Regions from separate parts of the Mus musculus genome. Here all the other regions are linked to region 1. Evidence: chromatin contacts called from public HiChIP or PLAC-seq and promoter capture Hi-C data. All regions are on one chromosome and are shown on one strand. Each heading gives the region's core, a stretch centred on a gene start, on an enhancer-like site or on the middle of the called end of the contact. The rest is flanking DNA. Distances are from core to core; before and after follow the strand shown. Region 1 holds the start of Klf5 (Kruppel-like factor 5). Region 2 has its middle 53 kb from the start of Gm22970. Region 3 has its middle 76 kb from the start of Gm22970. Region 4 overlaps Klf12 (Kruppel-like factor 12).

Region 1 (2,905 bases), core at 6-2,505:
GCTGTTTGCATGTGGGTCTGTTTCCAATTTTTTTTTTCCTTGGGACTAGCTAAAAGTCCCGGGAAGTTTTTTCTAGGCTATATGACTCCCGTGCGTGGGCGAAAGAAACAGGCGCTTGCTCTAATTCGGCTGCTGGGCAAGTGTAAAAGCCAACTGCCAGCTTTCAACGCGACTCCGAGAGGAAATTTACGCGCACACTAAGAAAAACAACACCCCTGGCCTTTTTTGTCCGTGTTTCTTTTTAAGGGAAAAGCGGTGTTCCAATACAACCTTAAGATTCTAGTTTTCCAAACGGGGCCCTACAATACATTCTAGGGTGAGCCTCCACGGGGGTATATGAAACCCCAGTACTCCAATTTGCATTTCTATTTCACCCCAGAGGACGCAGGCAGGTGGACTTCCAAGGCCAGGGCCATCGGGAGAGAGCGGTCAAGAAGCATTTTAAGCCAAGTTGAGCGTGGGCACAAGCTTTCATCCCCACGCAAGCAAAGAGAAGGTGCACGCGAGCGCGCGGCTCTCTTTAGCTCCTCTGGACAGATCCGGGTGGGCCCCCGCCCTGCTCCCCCATCCACTCCCCGGCGCCCCGTCTGGGAGCGCAGGGCGGGGCTGTCCACCCGGGCACCCGTTCCCGCGCGTCCCAGTCTGGAGCGGCCCCTGTCGCCCGCGCCTCGTAGCGGCGGGACACGCCCGAGCCGGGGAAGGGAGGCCGGCCGCTCTGCTTACCTGGACCAGCTCCTCCGAGGGCAGTCGCGGGCCAGCGGCTGGCGGCGGCGCAGGCGGGTGGTGGTGCGCGTGTTTCAGATCGTCTCCGGAGAAGAGCGCCGCGTCGCGGGCCGGGTTCGCAGCGCCCAGCACCGGCTTGAGCTGCGCGAACACGGGCTCGTCCTGCGCGGCCGGCGGCTGGGGCAGTGGTCCCAGGCGGGCGCTCATGGTCAGCACCCGCGTGGGCATGGACGGTCTGGGGATTACGGGAGCGGGACACGGAGCGATCGCGATCCCACCTCGCTCGGGCTGGCACGGGACGGCGGACTCGGCGGGGGGCCGCGGCGGGGGACCCCTGGGCCGGCAGCCAGACGCTCACGAAGGCGGGCACGGAGATCGGGGCTCCTGGGCTCGGCCACGCGTCACCGCCGAGGTCCTCGGGCAGCCACTTTCTCCCGCCCCGCCCCAGCGCTCGCTCACCCTCTCGCCGGAACCCGCTCCCGCCACCCCCAAGCTCCACCAGCAACCTAAGAGAGCGCGTACCTGCCCCGCGACTACTGACACTTGACGCCCGCCTCTATTTCACCCAACTCCGGGGAGGCAGGGCCAGCTCACCGGACTGGCAGCGTTGTGGCCAATGGCAAGGCCCCAGGGCCAGAGGGTAGCCAGTAGGAAAGAAGGCCCACGAGGTCCCGCCTCCGACGGGCCGACCGCACCCCTCGCGGGCCAGGAGCTTCGCGCGCAGGGCTGCGGCGCAGTTTGTACACAACTTCTCTGACAGATTGGGCCGGCGGAGCACGGGGCGGGCGGAGGGAAGGAGAGGAGCGGGTGGAATCTAGGAAGAGGGGGAAATCAGGGTGGAGACGCGGAGGGAGATCTCTCCGAACTGTTCTCTGCCAGGATTAGGGCGAAAAAAAAGTATTGCACGTCTTAGGTGTTGTGCAAGGACCTGAAACTCGAAAACCGAAGACAGAAGGCAGCTAGGTGGGGGGAGCTGAGGTTTCCAGTCTTAACCAATGAGTGTATTTTTTTTTTTAAGTATACAAAATGTACTTTAGAGGAAAACAAGGGGCGGTGCGAAAACAAACGTAAAACAGCCCTCCTTTCTGTGTTTTCAGCCGTAGATCTATCTATCTTTTCGCAGATTCCTTGTGGCCTGAATAAAATCTGTAAATGTCAAGCATTTTTTTTCAAGTCCTTGCATACCAACCTGGGCACATTTTCCCCTACAGTATTTAAGGAGCTACAAGTTTTCACAGACATGTCTACTCTCCTTCGCCGAATGTGGGGAAAAGGTGGGGTGGGCCATATGAATTATGAAGTTTTTAATATTTAAACCATGTTGATTCTAGCCCGAGCATGGAATCTAATTTGAGAACTAACAGCCAGCTCAACCGGGTATTTAAATAGACATTACATCTTTGGCTTATTTTTGCTAGCACTGTAGTGTTCGGAGGGGCGGGGAATGGAGTTTTAATATATTCAGAAGTATGGGTCCCATCTACCTAATACAGTGTCACCTTTTCCTACGAAACGGGAACCAAAGAAGGCACAAACATTCACAGACATTCAACAGCCCTGAAAACTGGGTATCCAAACTGGTAGGAAAGCAACAGTCAACTATATTACTACCTTTTTACTGCGTTGTTTTAATGGAAGGTGAGTGGTTTGGTTTGGTTTTGTTCTTAATTTTTGCCAGTAATCACACCAAAGGAAACGCCTTTCCTTAATCCTCAATGTTCTTGTCTATGATTTTATCTGGCTTATTGAGAAGCTGAAACAATAAACTGCGACTTAAAAAGACGCCTGTAATATTGCTATCTATTTACGTCTGTTGGCAGCACACTATACTATAATACCTACCTAGAGCACACTCGCTCCTTTACAGTGAAGCATCTTTTTAAAAAGTTCTTAGGAAAAAAAAAAAGTGCACCTGAAAGAGTGTATCACAGGTATAAGTCTCATTTCCAATGAAATTTCCAAAGTCTCACGTGTCGTTTATTTATTTATTTATTTATTTATTTATTTATTTATTTATTTATTTATTGTAGCAAAGATAAAATCATATTGTGAACTCAGTTTCTTTTCTCCCTTTTCCTTCCTGTCAGCAATGATCCATCTTTACAGTTGTGGTTGCCACTTTCAGAGGATGGGTGATGACAACTTTCATGATACCAGGGTGTTATTTAATAAGTGTGTGTGT
Region 2 (2,891 bases), core at 65-2,564, 530 kb before region 1:
TCCAGAAACTCTTGCTGCAGTGAGGTCCTCTGTAGAAGACCTCCCAGCTTCCTGTGGGACATGTCCCTGCTGTCAATGAAGTGCATTCTCATTCTCTTATTTGAATCCAAATTGCTCTCCCAGTTCTCTGTCTTATTATTTACACATTTCTGATGTCCCTGTTTTTATTCCCCGATGTGTGTTACTCACTTCCTACTAACTAATGTATGATTATTTATAGTTTCTCTTTTGTTCAGCAAAGGACCGTGGGGTCAGCTCCTCTGCTATACATGGGCGATGTTGTGCAGTCACACAGAGGTTTTGGGCTCCTCTGATCTCCAGCACCTACTGACTGTGGGACTTCAGGCAAACCATTTAATATCCCTCACTTTCCTATTTTACAACATGGAGATGGTAGCTCATGCCGCCTAGAATCAGGAGAAGTCAATGTCACACGCATAGAATTCGTATAGTAGCTTCTGGCAAATACTGATCGAGAAATGCCAACTATTACTATCGTTTGGCCTGGCATAAGGAACCTGTCATCCCCCTTTCATCCACAGATGATCTTTTTCTTCCCTTTGTGCTGTTATTCCTTAAGCGCTTGTGGAATGTCTCCTGAATAAAGCACTCATCACTTGCTAGTTGTTTTCAGTTCTATAAATGTTAATTAAATCCATAACATGTACCAGAAACCACAGGAGTAAGACAACAGAATGAATAAAATGTGCTCTTTTCTTCATCTGACAGCTTAGAAGAGGCCCAGTTAACACCTTCGCATTTGCACATGTTGAATTGGTAGGGAATATTTGAGAGACTAGTTACTGAAGGCTTCTTGGTGTGACGGAGCATTGGAACGACCCTGAACCCAGTGAGGAATACTGGCAAGCCTGTCTAGAATATAAGAAGAACTCAGAGCACAAAAAGGAACAGCATGAAACCATGGTGTGTTGATAGGAATGTGCTCCATTTAACCTTTGTGGAAATTAGAGAAACAATCCAAATAGCCACGTCGACTTGAACCTAAAGACAAGTTGTTAACCAAGTTCACAAACTTGGTTACATAAAATATGGCTTATTCTCCTGCCTAGATAAATGTATCTTCATAATATTCTAGCAGGCTGAGCTGAAATTCAGAATTCTAGAACTTTCTGGAATTCCAGGTTCAAAAATACAGTGAGCTAGCTGTCAGCTCATAGCCCACTGCTGAGCTGAATAGCCATGACTGTCCAAAGTCATGTTGTAACTTTAATCACTAGTGTGATGTTAGAGCCTTTCAGACAGAGGGTGGAGCTCCAGTGATGGGACTAATGTCGTTCTAGACAGACCTGCCAGCTCCTAGATCAGGACCTTCCCAGCCTGCAGAACTGTGAGCAACAAATGCCTGTGGTTTAAGTCATGTGGTCTGTGGTATTTATTGTAGCACCTCAAACAAAAGGATACACCCACCATCTCTTTCTTAAACCTGGCTCCACAGGCCAACCCCATCTCTGGAAATGCTGTTAATATTTATCCCTTGGCCAATATACCTCAGTCCTGCCCAGAAGTACTATTGATGCTACAGAGTATAAATTCAGGGAAGTGACCTATGTCAGTGTTGGAAAGACTTTTGGCCATTTCCCAGGGAGACCGGAATACCAGGCATCCACAAGGTGAAGCACAAGAGAAAACCTGAATTGTTAGTATATTAGTTTACTTAGCTACATGATTCTTCCTCTATGTGCAAGATCAAGAAGCCCTAGTTGCAATCCCTCCATCTCTACAGATCAGATCTGGGGATGTCTCAGACATCCCGACAGCAGAATGGTCCTGATGGCAAATTATACTTCTCACATCCTGCTAACAATGAAAAGAGAGGCAGGGGAGTGGGGTGAAAGGCTGGAGCTCTAGACAAGAGCCAATGCCATGTTTTTCTTATTTAGGAGGAGCCGGATTTTAATCTGTCAGGTATTTGGAATCTTTGAAATGTTTTAAATAAAGAGTTGTCATAACGTTTTCCTAGAAAAGTATGTTATCAGTTGTTTGGAAGATAGCCTGAAAACCAAGAGAGGGAATCAGACAGGGGAAGGGGGATGAGTTTTGGAACAATTTGCCAAGAGATGAAGCTGAATTCTACAGAGCCAAAAAACTAGTACAACACGTGTTCTAGAGGGAAAAATGATATAAGTGTTTATCATTTGGGGATGGGAGTGGGAGGTTATGGGAAATGGAGGACAGAGAGAGCCCGTGAATGGTTCCCATACTCGGTTCAGTGGTGATGCATTCGTCTTCTATTGTAACAAACGGATACACACTCACCAGCTTAAAAACAACAGCAGTGGATTCCTCACAGTTCATCTCAGTTGCATCCTCTGATCAGAATCCTGCAAAGCTGAACCCAAGTGCTGGCAGGGCTCCATCCCTTTGGGGAAGGTCTAAGAAGGCGTATGCTGTTGAATCCACTTGAGTTGAGAAATGAATCCCTCCAAGTTGTAGCGCTAAGGTCTCATGTGTTAACTAAGGCAAGGCTTTGGTCCCAGGGGCAGCACAGTGCTTACATTCTTCCCCCATGGCTTTTCCATTGATGGAGGAGTATCTTCCTTCACACCACATCTTTCTTTTCTGTTGGATCTCCCCGTTTCATCCGTCTTCTGTATCGCTGTTCTGCCTCCTTCTGGGTTCATAAGGACTCACGATATTACAAAATGGGTCCTATCAGTACACTATTGAATGATCTCGTGTTGTAGCACTTAAGCATAATATCACATCTAGAAAATTCTTTATGCTATGTGATGCCATAGACTGATAGGCTTCAAGAACTAGAGATAGTCATATTTAGAGAAATATTCTTTTTTGATAGACATTTTAAAAAAAAGTTCTGTCCCTACATGTCCCTTGCCTAAGCACCATTAGCTGGCTGCTGGAAGAACTTT
Region 3 (2,857 bases), core at 136-2,635, 550 kb before region 1:
ATTTAAGGGCAGTGCCCACGTACACCAAAAGAAGGTGTGAGATTCCCGGAAGCGGAAGTTACAGGAGGTTGTGAACGACTGGGTGTGTTAGGAACCCAGCTTAGGTCCTCTTCGAAGGCAGTATTAAGTGCTCTTAGCTGTTGAGCCATTTCTCCACCTCTGTCTTCCTATCTTTCAGGACTTCTCACTACTTTAGAAAAGTGCTTATTTTTCTGGATAGAGGATTCAAACTATATTTAAAGAATGAGTGGTCTGTGTGGATTGTAGGGTATGTGCCACTGTGCCCCCAGTTTCTGCTTTGTAATCAAGAGTCCTTCATGAAATGCAGTGGGTCTAAAGACAATACCCTGATATCTTGACTGGAATTTGGTCATAAAAGATGGCGGTAAAAATGCATCTTTACCTCTATACGGGATCCAGAAGGGCATGGAGAGCTCACACAACATTCACTGTGTACCCTAAAGGATAGACGCGGTCCCACTCAATTCCTGTGTATTTTGTGGGATCAGCATCGCCATATTTATGTTAGAAGGGAAGGCTCCAGAAGCGTATCAAAGTCAGAGAGACACAGTGAGGAAGGAGCGAAGATTCGCCTGTCTACCAGCAGCCCAACCCTTAAGCACACTGCTGATGCACACAGCTGGACCCTCTGAGCAGAATCCACACGCTGGTTCCTGAGATAGTGGCTTCAGTTATACAGTGTTCGCTCTTTCTTTTTTCAGCGGCAAAAGAATGGTTTTTAACTCAGATCACTTAATACCCTCCCCGTTTCTCCTGCACTTTCTTGTATTATTTAGGGGGAGGGGGTGGAGGTTAAAATCCCAGGAATTCCTTTAGAAAACAGTTCTGGAGAGTTCGGTAAGTACTTTCAGAAACTATTACAGCTACAAGTATCCTGCAAACACTTAGCTCCCACTTTAAAAAATATAGGTCTTGTTTAAGCGCGAGGGATGAAACAGTGTGTGTGTGACTGACTTGCCACACTCCGAAAAAATCTAGCAATGTACGAGAGAGTATGACTGAAAAAAGTTAAATAACTGAAAACAGTGTGAGAACTGTACGTGTGTAAGCACACATGTGTACTTGTGTGTCTCTGTGTGTGTACGTGCGTGTGCTCTCATGTGCACAAAAGAGAAAGTGTGTGTGAAAGTGTGCGTGTCTGTGTCTCGGTGTGTGTTAACCCAAACTCAGACAACATAGAAAGTTCCTGCAAGGGGGAACTCAGTGTACCACAGTTCCAGGGGTAAAACAATCTTAGAAAAAAAGATTGACATCTTCATGGTTTAGGGGAAAAAATGAAAGATAATTCTGTATAGATAGGGTATAGATCTAGTCTAAGTATTTGAAAATTAGAAGCTGGCTGTCTAACATGACCTAAGCAAATATGGCATGAACAGATATGTTGACATGGAGGGGGAAAGCTCACATGGCCTCAGCCCTACACAAATCACTCAGCTCCTGAGGAATGCTGGGAGTGGAAGAATTAGTGTGCTCCCTAAACGTCTTCCCTCGAAATCTGGAAGAGCACACCAAATGTTGTCCAATATTAAATGGCCATCCCAGAACACATACACAACAAGCAACATCAAGAAGATGCTCCACACATTTTATTTATATGTACATAAAGAAAGAGAGGCCGTGGATTACCAAGGAGGAGTTAGAAAGAGCACAGGGAATAAGTATATTATAATCTTAATAAGTAAATAAATTATTAAAAAAAATTCCAGTGCAAGCCGTGTCTGTCAATCAGAACTCTTGTAGGGTGGGACCTCAACATCAGTGCTTTGTAAAACCCTGTGGGTGATCCAGGTTTAGGGATTAGTGGTGCAGAAGCAGTTTTCAAGCCATCTAGAACCAGGAAAATAAAAGTGCAGATCTGTACTCGCAGTATGGAAGGAGACCCCAGAGTCTCCGATTTCACAGGTCCAGGGTAGAATGCATTTGGCCTTCTAATAAATTCAAGGTACTATGGATAATGACGTTGCAAACTGAGGGGCCTGGACCTGAAAAGCAACCAATCAAGATCAGAGCCTCCCAGACTCCAAAAGAGCAACTGACCACTCAGGAACCTTGTTAAATGTAGCTACTGGTCTTGTTTCTGTAGGAAACTACTCAGAAAAAGCAACTCAAGAAAGGAAGGGCTGCATTTGGTTCACAGCTGTGAGGTGCAGCCCATGTGTTGGGGTGTGTATGGCAGGAGCTGGAGGTAGCTGCTCACACTGGGTCTGCTGCCAGAATCCTGGGCAAAGTAATGGTCATGTTCAGCTAACTTTCTCCTTCTCTCTCAGCCTGCAATCCCAGCCCATCATGCTGTTTCTCACATGGACACTGGATCAGCACATCTCAATTAATGGGATCTAGGAAATCCCTTACAGACTCGCTCAGACTCCCCCTGCCCACTGGTACTCTTATATCTCATCAGACAGAAACTCAAGAGTTAGCATCGCACAAAGATTCTGGTTCAGTTTATCTGAAATAGGGCCAATTGGTCCATTGCTGATGTCAAGACTGCTGATCCCCTGAGGATACTTTTAAAGGCAAAGTGATATAGAAGAAGAAAAGGAGCTGGGAGGTAATCAGAAACTACGTCACTGGAAGGGCTGTCCTTGTTACTGCCACCATCTGAGTCATCATGTCCCCAGCAGCCAATATGCTGGCTTGGTTGCCAATGAAAACTTCTCAAAGATGGTGAGAACATAAAGAGGCAAGGTTAGACCAGGTCTGTCGGCCACTGGAAGAACAATCCTGATTTCTCTCCTTCTTCTCTCCTCTCTCCTCTCTCCTCTCTCCTCTCTCCTCTCTCTCTCTCTCTCTCTCTCTCTCTCTCTCTCTCTCTCTCTCTCTCTCTCTCTCTCTC
Region 4 (3,281 bases), core at 497-2,996, 570 kb before region 1:
TGATTACAAAGAATCGAGGAGAGGGGGGCTTTCTTAGACACACTGGCACCACGGTAAGAGGTGGAGCTGCCCAGGCAAAGTCACTGAACATGAAAACGAGACAAAGCAGAGATGGAAATAATGCTCTTCTTGAGGAGAAAAGCAATAATGAATAGAAGGACTTTCCTACAATAACTCCACTGAGGACTCACATTACCGATTTTCATACTTACTAAAGGGATTGTAAAAAACACCCCAGCATCTCAGAGGTCTTAGTTACAGCCACAGCACGGAGGTAATCTTTCCACTTTCTGTTGTCCTACTTGCTTAAGTACCACACTTAGAGATTATGCTCCCCACTTCTTGGTAGGAAACAGTTACTTGGTGACTAGAGAGGCACAGGAGGCAGAGCTGCCGATGAACTCTTCCGCCTGTGGGTCTCTTCTGCTTGGGCCTGAGTCCGTGGCAAGAGTGTCCCCATGGGAAGCCTGGCAAGAGTGTCCCCATGGGAAGCCTGCCTTGGTGCTACTTCTCCAACCTGGAGAGCCGAGAGTCTGACTCTACGCCATTCACTTTTTAAACTGTCCCAGAATCCCCGTGCTCCCACATTGGCATCCACAGGGACAGACCACCTGCTTCTTCTGGGAGAAGGGTCAGAGCAAAGCTAGGTTCCATCCTATCTCTCAAGTAAAGAGCTTTTTGTATTTAGCGAAATGTACAGGAAAAGCAATATATCCCCCCAACCCCCCAACAAGCACTCTTTCCAAAATAGTCTGTCACCACTGAAAGCTGCTGTTTTCCCAGCTTTCTGTGGCAAATTGGGTTTGGTGAGATTTTTGTTGTTAAGACATTTTATAGCTTAAATATTAAAGGTCTCCAGTGAAGGCCTTTGCAATATATTTCAATGACACACTTGATTTGGGAAACTGCACAAATCAACCTCATAGGGTTCCTAGCTCAGTTTTGAATGTCTGCACATTCTAAAATGATTTCTGGTGACAGTTATCCTTCCTAGTATCAGCTTCTAATCAGGATAATTGTATTCTGACAAAGCAAGAGCTATGAACATTACAAGGAGAACCATTTGTGTCGGGTAGCTTTGAAAAAGACTTTTAATAACTGTTCAGGCAAAAGTAGCATGATTTACAGGTCAAGTCCCAGCTTCAGAGATCTGTGCTCTACATTTTCTGCCAGGTATAAAAACTTCATCAGGCAATTTCCCTCCTCCAAGGGCTGTAGTTCTATTGATAAATAGCTTCAGCTACACAGGTTGGTACCCACCAGCCAGCAGGATTTTTTGGTTATTGCTTTTTGTTGTTATTTTTTTATATATATACCAACTGGAACATTTTTAAATCTGTACTGTATGCACTTCCTACTTCTCATTGCCTGTAATCATCCAGAATAAAACCAGGTTTCCTGATGCACGCCAGCATTAGTAACTGGCCAGGGCAAAGAACCCTGACAGTGGCAAACAAGCAGGATCCCCCAGGCGCTGGCCCTAGAGCCTAATTGATAGGTCGTAAGGAAGTCGCTCAAGTCAAGTACACGGTTGGCTTAGTTCTGTCTGCTCTCGTAGGAGCCAGTCCTTTCTCCACTGAGAAAGCATCTTGCCAGTTTTACAGGGAGAATTCACTGATCTGACAAGCCAGGGAAGCTTCCTGACTGACATCTTAATTTAAATTTAGCACAGAACTAAGAGAGTCGTACCTCTCTAGCAGCATAAGGAAGATGTGGGGAAGTGAGCTCTTCCCCCCTCGCTCCCTGAAAATGGAAAGCATACTGAGATGGTAAGGTAACGGATGAAACCTGCCACCATTACAACGTTTCCCTCTTCTTGACATAGCGATATTTTTAGAAGAGTTGCAAGCACAAATGAACACATCCCTGATCTGGCCCAAGAACTGAGACTTATTTGGCACTCGTCTGGAGGACGTAACCAATCCTCCGCAGTAAGTTTCCGAGGTGTGTTCCCCTTATAACAGAAAGTGGTTTGAGACTAAAGGAAATGGGATATCCTTAGTCACAGAAAAGCCACCACCCATTTCATCGTCCAGTCTAGCTTCTTGAAAAGCACAGTGTATGATAAGCTATCAAAAAGAAAAAGAGAGAGAGAGAGAACCCTAAAGCACCTCTCAGTGGTTTCCTAAGCATGCTTTGGTTTCAGGTTTGAAGTGGTTCATCTTGCAGCTAGGAAGGGTGTGTGTGTTTGGGAACACCTCGCACACACACAGTGGGGAGAACCAATTGTCTCCTTGAAATGTAAAAGCTGATGACAAGGGAGGTGGGCTATTAGGGGTTTTCAGAGAGTCCCTTATAAGGTTACATAAATAAAACGAGCACTTTTAAATATCACTTTAAAGATTAAAAGGGAAACAAGATTAGTGAAGGGGGGGGGCTTTCAAAATGCTTCTGTGTTTACAGACAAGGGTTGTAGGTGATTAGAAAGGCCATGTTCATCATGGTTGAAATTTGGAACAGCTCATGTGAAGACTGTGTACGCTTTCATGCAACTTGTTTAATGTCAGACTGCCATTCGAGTCTGGACTGGAAATGGAACTCTGCACTTTGAGATCAGCTCATTAGAATGATAACGTGTATATGGATAAAGATGCAGTATTCCTTAGTCTGTGCTTTGTTTATTATCTGTACCAAAGCTGCAATTGAATAGATCCGGTGAGGGGAGGCCTTCAGTTGTAATCACATGCCGTTGTTTTGTTGTAGTGACTGCCTAGAAACGTTGCTGAGATATTGTTAGGAGGCTGTCCAGTTCCTTGTATTGTGAGGATTCTTAGAATTGAAGCAGTGTTAATACCAGCACACACACAGTCTGCATAGAAAGGATCGAATGTGAGTTAATGCTGGCGAACCACATAGGCCCAGGAAGCCTTAATACTCATAGCTCAAATCAGAGTTTATTCTTTACCATTGCCTGTAAGTGTATCACGTAAATGTAGGCCACCGGCCAGCTCTCTCTCTCTCCCTTTCCTGAGGTTGTATATCCCACAAAAATGTTTTCAGATTGACTTGGCTCAGCTAAGGAAAGAGGGTTGGCTGGCCATGTCTTCCATATTCCACGTCTACTTGTTCCCACACTGCCTTTCACTTATCTGGACAGTCACCCGCAACACATGCACCTGTGTGCACACATCTGTATATGCAGCAGCCAGCAGGCAAGCAAATATCAACAAAGACCTTTTTTTAAAGAAATAATTTGTAATAATCCATCCTATGTAGAAATGTAAGTTATTACCCAACTAGAGAATCAGCTTATAATACTATGTAACTTTGCCTGCGTTTTA

What was found. Promoter capture Hi-C pulls out the DNA fragments that hold promoters and counts their contacts. HiChIP or PLAC-seq counts read pairs in DNA pulled down with a chosen protein or histone mark.
Region 2: a FOXA1 HiChIP or PLAC-seq map of pancreatic cancer cells shows a contact between it and region 1. The contact joins the enhancer-like site here to the promoter of Klf5 in region 1. A contact is called at or near these places in 4 of 39 promoter capture datasets (the 3T3-L1 cell line, cranial neural crest, embryonic stem cells and 1 more), 1 of 15 datasets of contacts at CTCF or cohesin (the NIH/3T3 cell line) and 5 of 115 datasets of contacts at active chromatin or transcription factors (the NIH/3T3 cell line, embryonic forebrain, embryonic hindbrain and 2 more).
Region 3: a contact with region 1 is called in a promoter capture Hi-C map of cranial neural crest. The contact joins the enhancer-like site here to the promoter of Klf5 in region 1. A contact is called at or near these places in 6 of 39 promoter capture datasets (the C10 cell line, cranial neural crest, embryonic stem cells and 3 more), 3 of 484 Hi-C or Micro-C datasets (cortical neurons and pre-megakaryocyte-erythroid progenitors), 10 of 115 datasets of contacts at active chromatin or transcription factors (SST interneurons, cardiomyocytes, craniofacial prominence and 6 more) and 1 of 9 other capture datasets (liver).
Region 4: an H3K4me3 HiChIP or PLAC-seq map of embryonic stem cells shows a contact between it and region 1, with 13 read pairs. The contact joins the enhancer-like site here to the promoter of Klf5 in region 1. A contact is called at or near these places in 9 of 39 promoter capture datasets (3T3-L1-derived adipocytes, the C10 cell line, the SN4741 cell line and 5 more), 1 of 15 datasets of contacts at CTCF or cohesin (the NIH/3T3 cell line), 7 of 484 Hi-C or Micro-C datasets (cortical neurons, dorsal root ganglion neurons, embryonic fibroblasts and 2 more) and 12 of 115 datasets of contacts at active chromatin or transcription factors (bone marrow-derived macrophages, cardiomyocytes, craniofacial prominence and 8 more).

The regions. Positions count from the first base shown.
Region 1 is chr14:99,297,041-99,299,945 of GRCm38.p6, reverse strand. Klf5 (Kruppel-like factor 5) reads right to left here and starts at 1,255. Exons shown (of 4, transcript NM_009769.4): 1 at 724-1,255. The coding sequence starts at 951.
Region 2 is chr14:99,825,349-99,828,239 of GRCm38.p6, reverse strand. No RefSeq gene overlaps it. Among named protein-coding and RNA genes, the nearest start is that of Gm22970, 53 kb to the right of the region's middle. Within about 2 kb of position 1,314, at least 9 of the 459 cell types and tissues checked have an H3K27ac peak or open chromatin away from gene starts, as enhancers often do. A contact at or near this core is called in pancreatic cancer cells, where this site is marked.
Region 3 is chr14:99,848,604-99,851,460 of GRCm38.p6, reverse strand. No RefSeq gene overlaps it. Among named protein-coding and RNA genes, the nearest start is that of Gm22970, 76 kb to the right of the region's middle. Within about 2 kb of position 1,385, at least 10 of the 459 cell types and tissues checked have an H3K27ac peak or open chromatin away from gene starts, as enhancers often do.
Region 4 is chr14:99,870,961-99,874,241 of GRCm38.p6, reverse strand. Klf12 (Kruppel-like factor 12) reads left to right here. Exons shown (of 7, transcript NM_010636.3): 7 at 1-3,281. Among named protein-coding and RNA genes, the nearest start is that of Gm22970, 99 kb to the right of the region's middle. Within about 2 kb of position 1,746, at least 13 of the 459 cell types and tissues checked have an H3K27ac peak or open chromatin away from gene starts, as enhancers often do.